Linked DNA regions of Canis lupus: region 2 is linked to region 1. The links are chromatin contacts, called in public Hi-C maps. All regions are on one chromosome and are shown on one strand. The core of a region is the stretch at or near the end of the contact, and the rest is flanking DNA. Distances in the headings are between cores, read along the strand shown.

Region 1 (5,420 bases), core at 1,725-4,224:
AGCCCCTTGACATCAGTTTCTGTAATCCTTGCATCAGTGTGGGGAGTAACTGCTTGAGTAACTACAAAGGTATTTCAAAACTTCAGTGCAATTTGGTTCAGTTATTTTCATTCAGATGCCATCACCGCTCAGGGAGGTTAATCACTGGAACCCACTGATCCATGTAGCGACTTTCCCGGCAAAAACAAATAAGTTGACTTAAGGCAGGATCCTTCCACTGTGAGGAATGGGGATTCTGGAAACAAATTGAGAAAAATACATTTACTATTAAAAAAGAAAAAAAAGGCAACATTTGCTAATAATTACACTCATTTCGAGGGAAAGACAACTTGAGCATTCTGTACTTTGGCTGTGTGACAAGAGACCAGTTACAACCATAAAAAGATCAACTTTTTTCTTGGTAGCTGATTTCTGGGGAAACCACTACGTAATGCTCTAAAGCACACCCTGCAAGCCTGCATGCATGCAGCCCTCCGCACCGCGTACATGGGACTGCAGGATGTTTACTGCGTTTTTGCAGGAAAGTAGCAGAGTAGCATTCAGAGGCTTGTCCCCTGGAAGCCACCTGAGCGAGAAACAGCTCGGACAAAGATCTCCATGCCCCGAGCCCAGGGAGAGGCGAGCCCCTAACAGTTCGCTGGAACTGCCACCTGTCATCCTCCCCAAAGACAGGGTGGTAGTTTTCAGGACACGCAAAATGATTAAGCCGCCACTTACCTAGACCAGCCCATAAGTAGCAGAATGTAAAAGACAAAACTGTCCTATTTATCTCTGGAAACACAAGTCATCTTCCCACCAAAGGTAGTCATGGGGGGGGGGGGGGTCCATTAAAAAAAAATCCAAGATTGCAAATAAAAAACAATCCCCATTCCGTCCTCTTCGTGTATTTCTAGGGAATTAATAAGGTCGGTCTCCTACACCACTTCTATTTTTAGCTTGGAGCGCTGGAGGACGAAGCCGACTCCTTAATGAGGGGGAGCCAGGAATTTATTTGGCTGAACCTAATCTGCCTGCTAAGGGAGTCGGTCACGGGAGGCAGCGCCGCGGAGGTGGGGAGGGGCCGCCCTGCTGACTCACGAGGCTCCTTCCCCCGCGGCTCCCGCGTGCTCGGACACGTCCCGGCCCGCCCGCCCGCCGGGATGGGGCCACACCTGTCGGCTGCGGTCGGGAGCTCGGCCCCGCCACCGACCCCGGGGCTCACCGGCACCAGGACCCGGTGCACCCCTGCGCCCCCCCCCACCGCCGTCACCAGGACGGTCCGGCCCTTCCCCCGTGCACCACCTCCGCACCCCTGTGCACCACCCCCCATGCATCACCCCCCGACCCCGTGCACCACCCCCAGCCCCGTGCACCCCCGTGCTCCCCCCCCCCCCCGCCTCACCGTCACCAGGACGGTCCGGCCCTTCCCCCGTGCAACCCCGCGCACCCCCCCCCCCCGCCTCACCGTCACCAGGACGGTCAGGCCTTTCCCCGTGCACCACCCCCAGCCCCGTGCACCCCCGCGCCCCCCCCCGCCTCACCGTCAGCAGGACGGTCCGGCCCTTCCCCGTGCACCACCGCGCACCACCCGCAGCCCCGTGCACCCCCGCGCCCCCCCCCCCCCGCCTCACCGTCACCAGGACGGTCCGGCCCTTCCCCCGTGCACCCCCCCGACCCCGTGCAACCCCGCGCACCCCCATGCCCCCCCTCACCGTCACCAGGACGCAGTGCAGGTCCGGGGGCTGCTCGGCGCCCTCGCTCGCGGGGCCGGCGTGGGGCTCGAGGAGCAGCAGCTCGGCCAGGCGGCCCGGGTTGCTGACGCGCAGGATGTCGATGTCGTTCTCGCAGCAGAAGGCCTGGATCAGGGTGAAGTGGATCTGCAGCGCCACGTCCCTGTCGTCGTCCTCGTCGGCCGCCAGCAGGCACAGCACCACGTTGTCCGGGTCGCTGCGGGCGGCGGGGGCGGCTGAGCGCGCAGGCCCCGGGGTCCCAGGGTCGCGCCCGCCCGCCGCCCCCCGCCCCCGGGCCAGGTGGGGGGCTCCGCGGGGGCAGGTGGAGGACTCACTCCCCGCGGGCAGGTGGGGGGGGCTCCCCGGGGGCAGGTGAAGGGCTCCCCCGGGGTCGCCTGGAGGGGCTCTCCAGGGGGCAGGTGGGGGGGCTCCGCGGGGTCGCCTCGGGGGGGGTCTCCGGGGCAGGTGTAAGACTCACTCCCCGGGGGCATGTGGGGGGCTCCGCGGGGTCGCCTGGGGGGGGGGGGTCTCCGGGGCAGGTGTAAGACTCACTCCCCGGGGGCAGGTGGGGGGCTCCCCGGGGTCGCCTGGAGGGGCTCTCCAGGGGGCATGTGGGGGGCTCCGCGGGGTCGCCTGGGGGGGGTCTCCGGGGGGCAGGTGTAAGACTCACTCCCCGGGGGCAGGTGGGGGGGCTCCCCGGGGGCATGTGGGGGGCTCCGCGGGGTCGCCTGGGGGGCGGGGCCCCACTCACACGTTGAGCAGCTTGGCCGCCTCGTACACGCCGACGGTGATGGTGCGCTGACTCAGGGCTTTGCTGAGCACCTCCTCCAGGGCGTCCCCCACCTTGTCCATCCTGCCCGGGAGCCAGCGCGGGGCGCGTCAGCCCAGGCCCGGCCCGCCAGCCGCCCTCCGACCCCATCGCCCTCCCCGAGGCCGCCGCCAGGGCCCGCGGGGAGGGGCGCGTCCGCCCGCCCGCCCGTCCGTCAGTCCGTCCGTCCGTCCGTCAGTCCGCCGGCGCCTCGGGGGCGGTGCCCGGGGCGGGCGGGGGGCGCTCGGGAGGCCGCCGCCCTACCTTTCGCTCTTCTGCTCCGCGGCCGAGAATTCCTCCAAAGTCATATTGCAGCCGCGGGTCCGCCCCAGGGCGCGGCGTGCGGGCTGCTCGGGCCTCTGCGGGCGCGCGGCGCCTGGCGTCTGCACCGCGTCCGTCGGCCCGTCCGTCCGCCCGTCCGCGGCCCCGCTCCGCCCCGCCCCTGCGCCCGCCGCCGCCGCCGCCGCCGCCGCCGCCGCAGCCACTGGGACAAAGGCCCCCTCGCCGCCCTTATGGGGCCGACCGCAGCCAATCACCACCCGCCTCATTTGCATGCGCACAGCCATTGGGTTATGCAAATCAGCCTGCTCCGACCATGTGACCCCGGCTCCAGGACCCGCGGGGAGAGGAGCGGAAGGGGGCGGAGCCACGCGGAAGGCGGGCGGCCTAGGGGGCGGGGCGGGCGGCCTAGGGGGCGGGGCGAGCGGCCTAGGGGGCGGGGCGGGGAGGGGGAGGGCGGGGCGGGGAGGGGGAGGGCGGGGCGGGGAGGGGGAGGGCGGGGCGGGTCCGGAGCCGACTCTGATCCGGTGGGAGGCTCCGAGGAGGGTGGGGGGTCTCTGCAGCGGCGGGGCAGAGGGGTGCCTTCCACTTGAGCCCCGAGCAGGCTGCCAACTGTTTTTCTGGTTGGTGCACATTTTTATTTTATTGTCGTTTCATGTCTTTTGTTTTTAGCAGTTGCTATTAAAGTCTATTTCCAGGGCTAATGCACCCAAGTCTAGTAATTATTAGTAAGCAGGTTACATAAAAAGAGTGTTTCAGACCTCTGGGGCAAAGTTGACTTCAGAAGTGTTGTTTATGTAAGTCTAGGCAAAGCTGCTTATTAGTAGTAGTATTATTTCGGTGCCCTGATGGCTGGTTTGATTTATTTTTGGAAGGTTGCAAGGGTTGGAAGCTCAAAAAAGAAAAATCAACACATTTGTGTTTGGTAATGGCACGGAACCAAGCTGGAATCTTTTCCACGGAAAGCAGAGAGGCTTCCCACCTGCCCAGGGTGACTCTGGAAACCGTGGTCAGGAGGGGGGCCGCATGTGCAATTGCTAGACTTACGACCCAAATTCACCTTTCCCGAGAGCTTTTCCCAAAGGAGGACCCTTCTGCACCTGCCCCAGCTAAGAGACACACACGTCTGACGCCCACACAAGTCTAAATTCAAAATACTCTCAATATGCCCTGAGCTTCCTTTCATAAGGCAAGTATGTCACTACCTTCCACAGAGAGCCTGTGATCTCACTGTGAGTTATTGATGTTAGATGCTGAATCATGAAGCTGCAGCTATAGGACCTTTTAGTCATACGCTAAAATTTCACCTTTGAGATAATGGCAACCTGTGGGTGGAAAGCAAGCAGAAGTTAACACACTTCTGAAAAGCAGACTTCAGTGGATAGACTTTGACTTCATAGGTTGAAAGTTCTCGCCTTTGTTTTATGAGTGTATGCGATAAATGCAGAAACAAGTCTTAAACCTATTGAAGTCACCAAAAGTGGTGAAAATGCCTCCCATATGCTCTCATTCGAAACAGTGCTTTGCATTATTAAGGTCTCTGGATAGCCAGAGGTCAGAGAAGTAATTTTTTGCAAAGGTGCATAGGAGTTTTTGCACCTGCATGTTTGTATCATTCTAGACAAAATATTCTCCAGCTCTCTTGATCTTAATTTAGTGGAAAAGAAAAGTGATATGTTGGTTTTCTGGCTCATTTATTTGAGCTGACATTTTGCACTTAATCCCTAACTGCACCGTCAGCAAGGGGCCGTGTTTGAGTGAAGGAATGGCCATGGCCAAGGGCTAATTTACCCAGGGGTGCATGTGGATTTCATACCTGTGTCCTAAATCCTAACTTGTAATGCCTTTGTTAAAGAATTCCTTAAACCTGAAATCTAGGTGGGTGCTGAAATACTTTCAGTTCTGCAAACCAAACCCGAGTTACAAATAGGGCCTGAGTCATCGTTCGGAAACTGTTGAATGTGTTCTATGGAACTTCAAGGTTCTATCCACTAGGTGTTTCTTACAGGTTCTTTGGAAGAAAGTGTGATCACAGCAAGTGACAAAGAATTAGGGAATTATGTGAGTTTATTGATAGCAGGCCCTGTGACTTCCTGAACTTAGTGTTCTCAGCATCTCATGCAGTTTCTGCATTTGACAAAACAGTCAACGTTTTATTAAGTTGACTAGAATCCGAGAGCTGAACGAGATCTCAGGATCCAACAGTCCTGTGCGGTGCATGACTCTTCTTTAAGATATTGCACCTGTAACTGATTAAAAAAAAATTTTGGTATCACACTGTATACCAAGAACTGTACAATCCCTGGTCCTTTGCCTTTAAAGTGTTTGCCATCTAATTGGTATGCCCATGCTTGGACTGGATTTTGGGACAAAATAGTGTGCACTGTCATCAGCTAGCTGTGCTGAAAGTCCCATGACTTTAGTCATCTGAACGGAAGCTGTAGGACAGAACCCATGTATTGTTTAGGCCAATTCAAATGAGCCACGGCCCTGATAATGCCCCACCCAGGTCAACTGTATACAGTGAAAATGTGGTATAACGTGGTTATTTCTTAACATGGGCTTAGTCCCTCACTCAGAAACTATACTGCGGTCTACATTTGGCCTCATGGGAAAGGGACTTC
Region 2 (5,420 bases), core at 1,746-4,245, 120 kb after region 1:
GGACATAGCAGTCACTGCCTTGATGAGTTCTCCCCCCGCCCCCCGCTGTCTTGCCGCCTGGAGACCTGACATTGTTGGCACTCCCCACCCAGGTCCTTCTCACCCAGGCATCCAGGTATTAACCACATACACACCAGAGGCTGATATATAACCTATGAATAGATGCCCATTCATTAATTTACAAAGAGAGATAAAGTTGCCAGGCAGACAGCACACACTAGTAAGGAAATCTCACCATTCCCTCGCTGAAGGCAAATTACTGCAAAAGCGAAGTTTTAATGAGAAACCCAATGTATTTACTTATAATGAGAAAATCAACTTTCAAGAGTACTGGAAGTTCACACTGGCCGGAACAGCTTGTTCTTTTCCTGTTGAAAAATGAATCTAAGGCAAAGCTGGAATTGGCAGATGCCAAGTTATCCAGAAGATCATGAGCAGGGAATGGGAGCCAGGGTGATGGTTGGGCATTAAACTTATCTCTTAGACCAACTGCCTGTGGCTCTCTCACCCATTTATAGGGTTCATTGTGCCCGGTCAACGTCATTGCTTGGGTCTGCTTGCCAGCTTTGCTTCTTGCTTGGATGTTGAATGAATGGATGTTGCCAGCATTTGCCCTTGAGACTTGCCATTAAGCTTCCAGTCTAGCCAGTCCCCATCTCCTACCGTGTGGCCCTAAGTAACTGGGACTCTGTTGACTCCCTCACAATCACAACCAAATCCAAACCCAGCCTCATCTATTCAAGAACACATTTAAATACAATCTCCTGGATTTTTTTTCCCCACAAATGGCTTATCTCAACTCTGTATGTGTAGTCCAGTGTTTAACCCTGTACAAATTTATTTACAAGTACTTCAGGACTCCTGGCCGTCACTTCCTGAGACTAGCACCTTCCAAGGAGGAAATGGCCTTGGTTTTGATAAGGAACATAATCCCTGCCCCCCTTTTTCATCCTGGGCACGTAAGCCCTTCTTCCTCGTATGGTTGAAATTGCCAATAGGGTTTGTCCCCAGGACCCTGTGAAGTAAGCTGGACTTCCTATGAGGGGGAGAAGAAGACAAGAAATTCTCATTAGTAACCTCAGAACGGGGAGAAGAAGACAAGAAATTCTCATTAGTAGCCTCAGAACAGGGTTAGGTTTGTTGGGTCTGCACTGCGTCAGCCCCTGGAGCCACACAGAGCTGGGTTCCAATCCCAGCTTTGCCTTAGATTCAGCGCTCTCTCTCTCTCTCTCTCTCTCTCTCTCTGAATCTTATTCTTAAAATGGGAAAATAACACCTGTATCTCTAAGAATGATGAAATCTAATAATAATGCACAATGCTTGGCACATAGTATGCACTATTCCTTCCTCTTTCCCTTTCCAGTTGTTTTTCATTATTGGAAATTGTTGCACAAAAGCCTTAGATTTCCACAAAAAGCTCCTCCTCCCCACTCTGCCCACCCCCACCCACTAGGCATTTCTAAGACAGTGAGAGAGACCTAGCAGTTAAATTTTTCTTTTTCTTTCCTTACAATGTCTTATACGTACCAAAATACCCACATCTATGTATTTATATCTAAGATTTACTTTTAAATAACAGTCTGAGAAAGTAGGGAAATTGAGAGTATAAAGGACAGATTATTGGCCATGAATTGACAGTTGTTGAAGCAGGATAATGGGTACATGTATATATTTGAAATTTTTCATGTTAGAAATATTTTTAAAAGAAAAACAATCTCACCAATAAGTTTCTGTACGCTAGACACTGGTCAAGGAGCTAGAGTTTTAATGAAGAATACGTTCAGGCGCTGCCCCTGAGGAATTGGTGAGTGAGTGGAAGAGATGGCACAAGCAGGGTGATGTGAGTTAACCGTCTAAGGTGGAGGCCCACTGGGGCACCTCGCCTCGCCTGGGCAGAGGGCAGGTGACTCCACAGCTCCTGCTTTCCTCCGAGACCACATGTCTGGCTTGCACAAATGTATGCAAGGGACAGCAGGCCTTGCGGAGAGAGACACGCCTCAATGGACATCATCGCCATCACTGTGGGATGCAAGACACAATGTATTTATCACCTCCTCTGAGAGCTCCCTCATTCTCTCTACCTTCCGCGCTGAGCTAGGTGACCCCTCCCAAGCTACGTCTACCTCCTTTAGCCTTTATCCGCTGAATCCAGTGGTTGTACTTGGCGGGTGGAGGGGAGGAGGAGGAGGAGTCCCTGAAATCCTTGTGAAATTGAGAACTCCCATGACCCAGCGGCAACCCCGGCAGAATGGCACACACGTCCTTCTACTAGTGCTGGCGTACCCTGTGTGGCCAAGGTGTGAACGTTATCTGCACATCACCAAGTTTGCCTGCATTGAACTTAGGTAACTCGACAAATTTATAATTCCAAAAGCTTCCCACTTCAGTATTTGCACACAAGTGAAGCTCGATTCCTCCATTCCTACCCACCACGCTGCTTCAACTCTGTAGCTTGAGAACTGGGCGCAGCTTGGCCTCTGAACTGCGGTGATCTGCTTACTCCTCTGGTGGGGTCCTCTGGTCCTCTTCCTGCCACCCTATGTTCCTCCTAGAGCACAGGGAGGGAGGGAGCGAGGGCGGGTAAGATGAAACAGGAAGCTATCTTCTCTTCCCATGCCCCCTCCTGCTCTCCCTCAATGCACAAGGCACATAACATGAGAATCGGATGTTGGGATTGGATCATCTTTTCTGTCCTGAGCGGTCACTGACGTGTAAGTGGTGTTAAAGTCGGCGGTGGACTAGCTTCCCCACCTTGGGCTCGTCATTGCACTTCTAAAACGGTCATCCCCCTTCTACAACACAGGAATAGCCGTGCTGACCCGACCTCCCAAGGGTCATGAAAGGGTCATACTAGATAATGCAGGAGAAAGCCTTTTGAACACTATAAAACTGTAGACTCACATTAGGGGTGTTTTGATTGGCTGACACAGGGCATCCACCGCCTGGCACTTCCGAGTGTGACTCACCGGCATCTTACAAGCCCGTCTCACTAGGAGGCCCTGTGGGTCACTGAGCTAATGTTAGCAAACCGCTTAGATGAGGAGAAGGGCTTTAAAACAGCTGGGTCACTTCCGGTTAGATGCCCCACAGTGTGCAAAGAGCAAACATGAGCTTTTTCTCTTCCTTTTAATTTTCTGTTAAAGAGGAAGACAATTCACTCCATCATTAGTGCACATGACAGTGCTTGAACTAGTGAAGTGAGTAAAGAAGAGTTTTCTGGGGACAGTTACTAAAAATATTATTACTGTTCTTTTTTTTTAAATGGGCAAAACAATGTGTGCTCGATTTTTAAAAATGTAAACGATACAGAGGAATAGAAAATAAAAGGGGAAACCCTCTTTTCCCACATACCTCCTGCTCCCCTTCTCAGAGCTGCTATTAAGACAGATGTATGCAGCTTTCTGCGCAGACTGTCCTACAATTCTCTGCTTTCATTTAAGCATAAATGGTAGTGTTTTTTTAAAGGGCAGAAATTTTTAAAGAAATTAAGAAGAAAATAGAAATGTTCTAGAATATCAATGTTCATTCAAATGTGTTTCTTAAGCTAAAGCAGAGTGGAAATGTTATCCTAGCATCTGAGAGAAAAATCATGCCCTGTGCACACCTTTGTCGTGCGTTTGGCCTCCCCAGCTAGAGTGTGAGCTTCTCGAAGCAGTGTTCCCAGGCCCTAACACAATGCCTGGCACAAATAAATGTTTGCCGAGTGAATAACCGAATGAACAAATCGACCATGACCCCGCGATTCCTGCAGAATTAATCCCTGCTGGGCCCCTGCTGGGCTGTATGGCATGTTGCTTTCCCAGCACTTTCACACATTAGGTCATTTTGTTCTCACAACACCCTCCAATTTATGTTACCCTTTGTATTTCATTTTATCATTATTTTACAGATGGGGAAACTGAGTCCTGGTGAGGTCACAGAGCGGGGGCTACAACCCAAATATTTTTTGTTGCCCCCATGCCAGTCTGGCTGTGTACAATGTCAAAAGCAAACAATCTATTTAATTTCAGCACAGCTGAAAGCTCCTTTTGAGGCAGGGAGGGTTAATTCCCTTTCAGCTTGTGAGCCAGTTAGGCTACTTTAGATCAGGCGCTGACTGCATTGCTGGGTTGTAAGCTTTATGGAATCCTCTCGTTTGCAAATCCATCTCCTGCCATCTGCTGGGTGAAAGCAGCATTTCATCACTGCCATTTATGAGCCATTTTAACAGTTTCCATCTATTTAACAGTTTCCATCTATTAAAGGCTTGCTCAGTGCCATGCAATTCACATGAATAATTCCTTTTCCTCCTCCAAGCAGCCCTATAAAGTAGGCCCAAGTCTTAACCCCATTTTAAGATGAGGCAACTGAGATTAGGCAACCCCCCTTATGTGTACTAGTTCCCTAGGGTCACTGTACCAAACGATCTGACGGCTGAAGACAGTAGGAATTAATTCTCTCACAGTTATGAAGGACACAAATCCGAAATCAAGGTGTTGGCTGGGCCATGTTGCTTCCAAAAGCTCTTGGGAAGAACTCTTCCTTGCCTCTTCCAGCTCCTGGTGGCTCCAGGCATTCCTGGGTTCCATCCCTCTAGTCTCTGCCTCCGCCTTCATATGGCCTCCTCCTCCCTCTGGGGCTCTCCTCTGCTTCTCTCTTTTTTAAAAGACTTTATTCATTTATTTGAGAGAGGGAGAGTGAGAGAAGCACAAGAAGGGGGAGGGTCAGAGGGAGAAGCAGACTTTCTGCTGAACAGGGAAGCCCAGTGTGGGGCTGGATGTGGGGCTTGATCCTCCTCGGACTCCACGATCATGACCTGAGCCGAAGGCAGACACTTAACCGATTGAGCACCCAGGCACCCCATGTGCTTCTCTTACAATAATATTTGTCATTGGATTTAGGGCCTGCCAGGATAATCTAGGGTAATCTCATCCCACGATCTTAACCTAATTACGTCTATAAAGATCCTTTTTCCAAATAAGGTCACACTCACAAATTCCTGGGATTAGAAAGTGGATATCATTTTTAGGCAGAGAAGAAAAGGCACCATTCCACTCAATGCCTTATGTTCCACAGTCGATAAATTAGAGCCTGAATTATTGCTGGGGGAGGTCAAGTTTGCTGCTAGAGACTGTCACCTCTGTGTCTTTTCTACCCCTTATTCCCTACCATTTTAGGCAGAACCAAGCAAAAAAAAAAAGAAAAAAGAAAAAAAGAAAGAAAGAAAGAAAGAAAGAGGAAAAAGGAAAAAAAGCCTCACCCTGAGACTTCTGCTGATGCTCATTGCATAAGGCGACCACATGATCTATATTATCCAAATGAAGACACATTTGAGAATAAAAGAGTAAAAGTGAGAGTTAACAATTACCCTATGATAACAAGCAAACTAGAACTGTGCTGGGTAGCCCTAGATGTAGGGTCCCTGCCACTGCCTCCCCAGG

Evidence for each region. A called contact is a pair of places that touch in the nucleus more often than the background predicts.
Region 2: a Hi-C map of blood shows a contact between it and region 1, with 4 times the contacts expected there. The contact joins the enhancer-like site here to the promoter of GADD45A in region 1. A contact is called at or near these places in 2 of 9 Hi-C or Micro-C datasets (both in blood).

Annotation. Positions count from the first base shown.
Region 1 is chr6:77,929,013-77,934,432 of UU_Cfam_GSD_1.0, forward strand. GADD45A (growth arrest and DNA damage-inducible protein GADD45 alpha) reads right to left here and starts at 2,975. Exons shown (of 4, transcript XM_038538927.1): 1 at 2,782-2,975; 2 at 2,461-2,562; 3 at 1,692-1,926; 4 at 1-235. The coding sequence starts at 2,825. The coding sequence ends at 122.
Region 2 is chr6:78,051,331-78,056,750 of UU_Cfam_GSD_1.0, forward strand. No RefSeq gene overlaps it. Among named protein-coding and RNA genes, the nearest start is that of GADD45A, 120 kb to the left of the region's middle. Within about 2 kb of position 2,996, at least 5 of the 20 cell types and tissues checked have an H3K27ac peak or open chromatin away from gene starts, as enhancers often do. A contact at or near this core is called in blood, where this site is marked.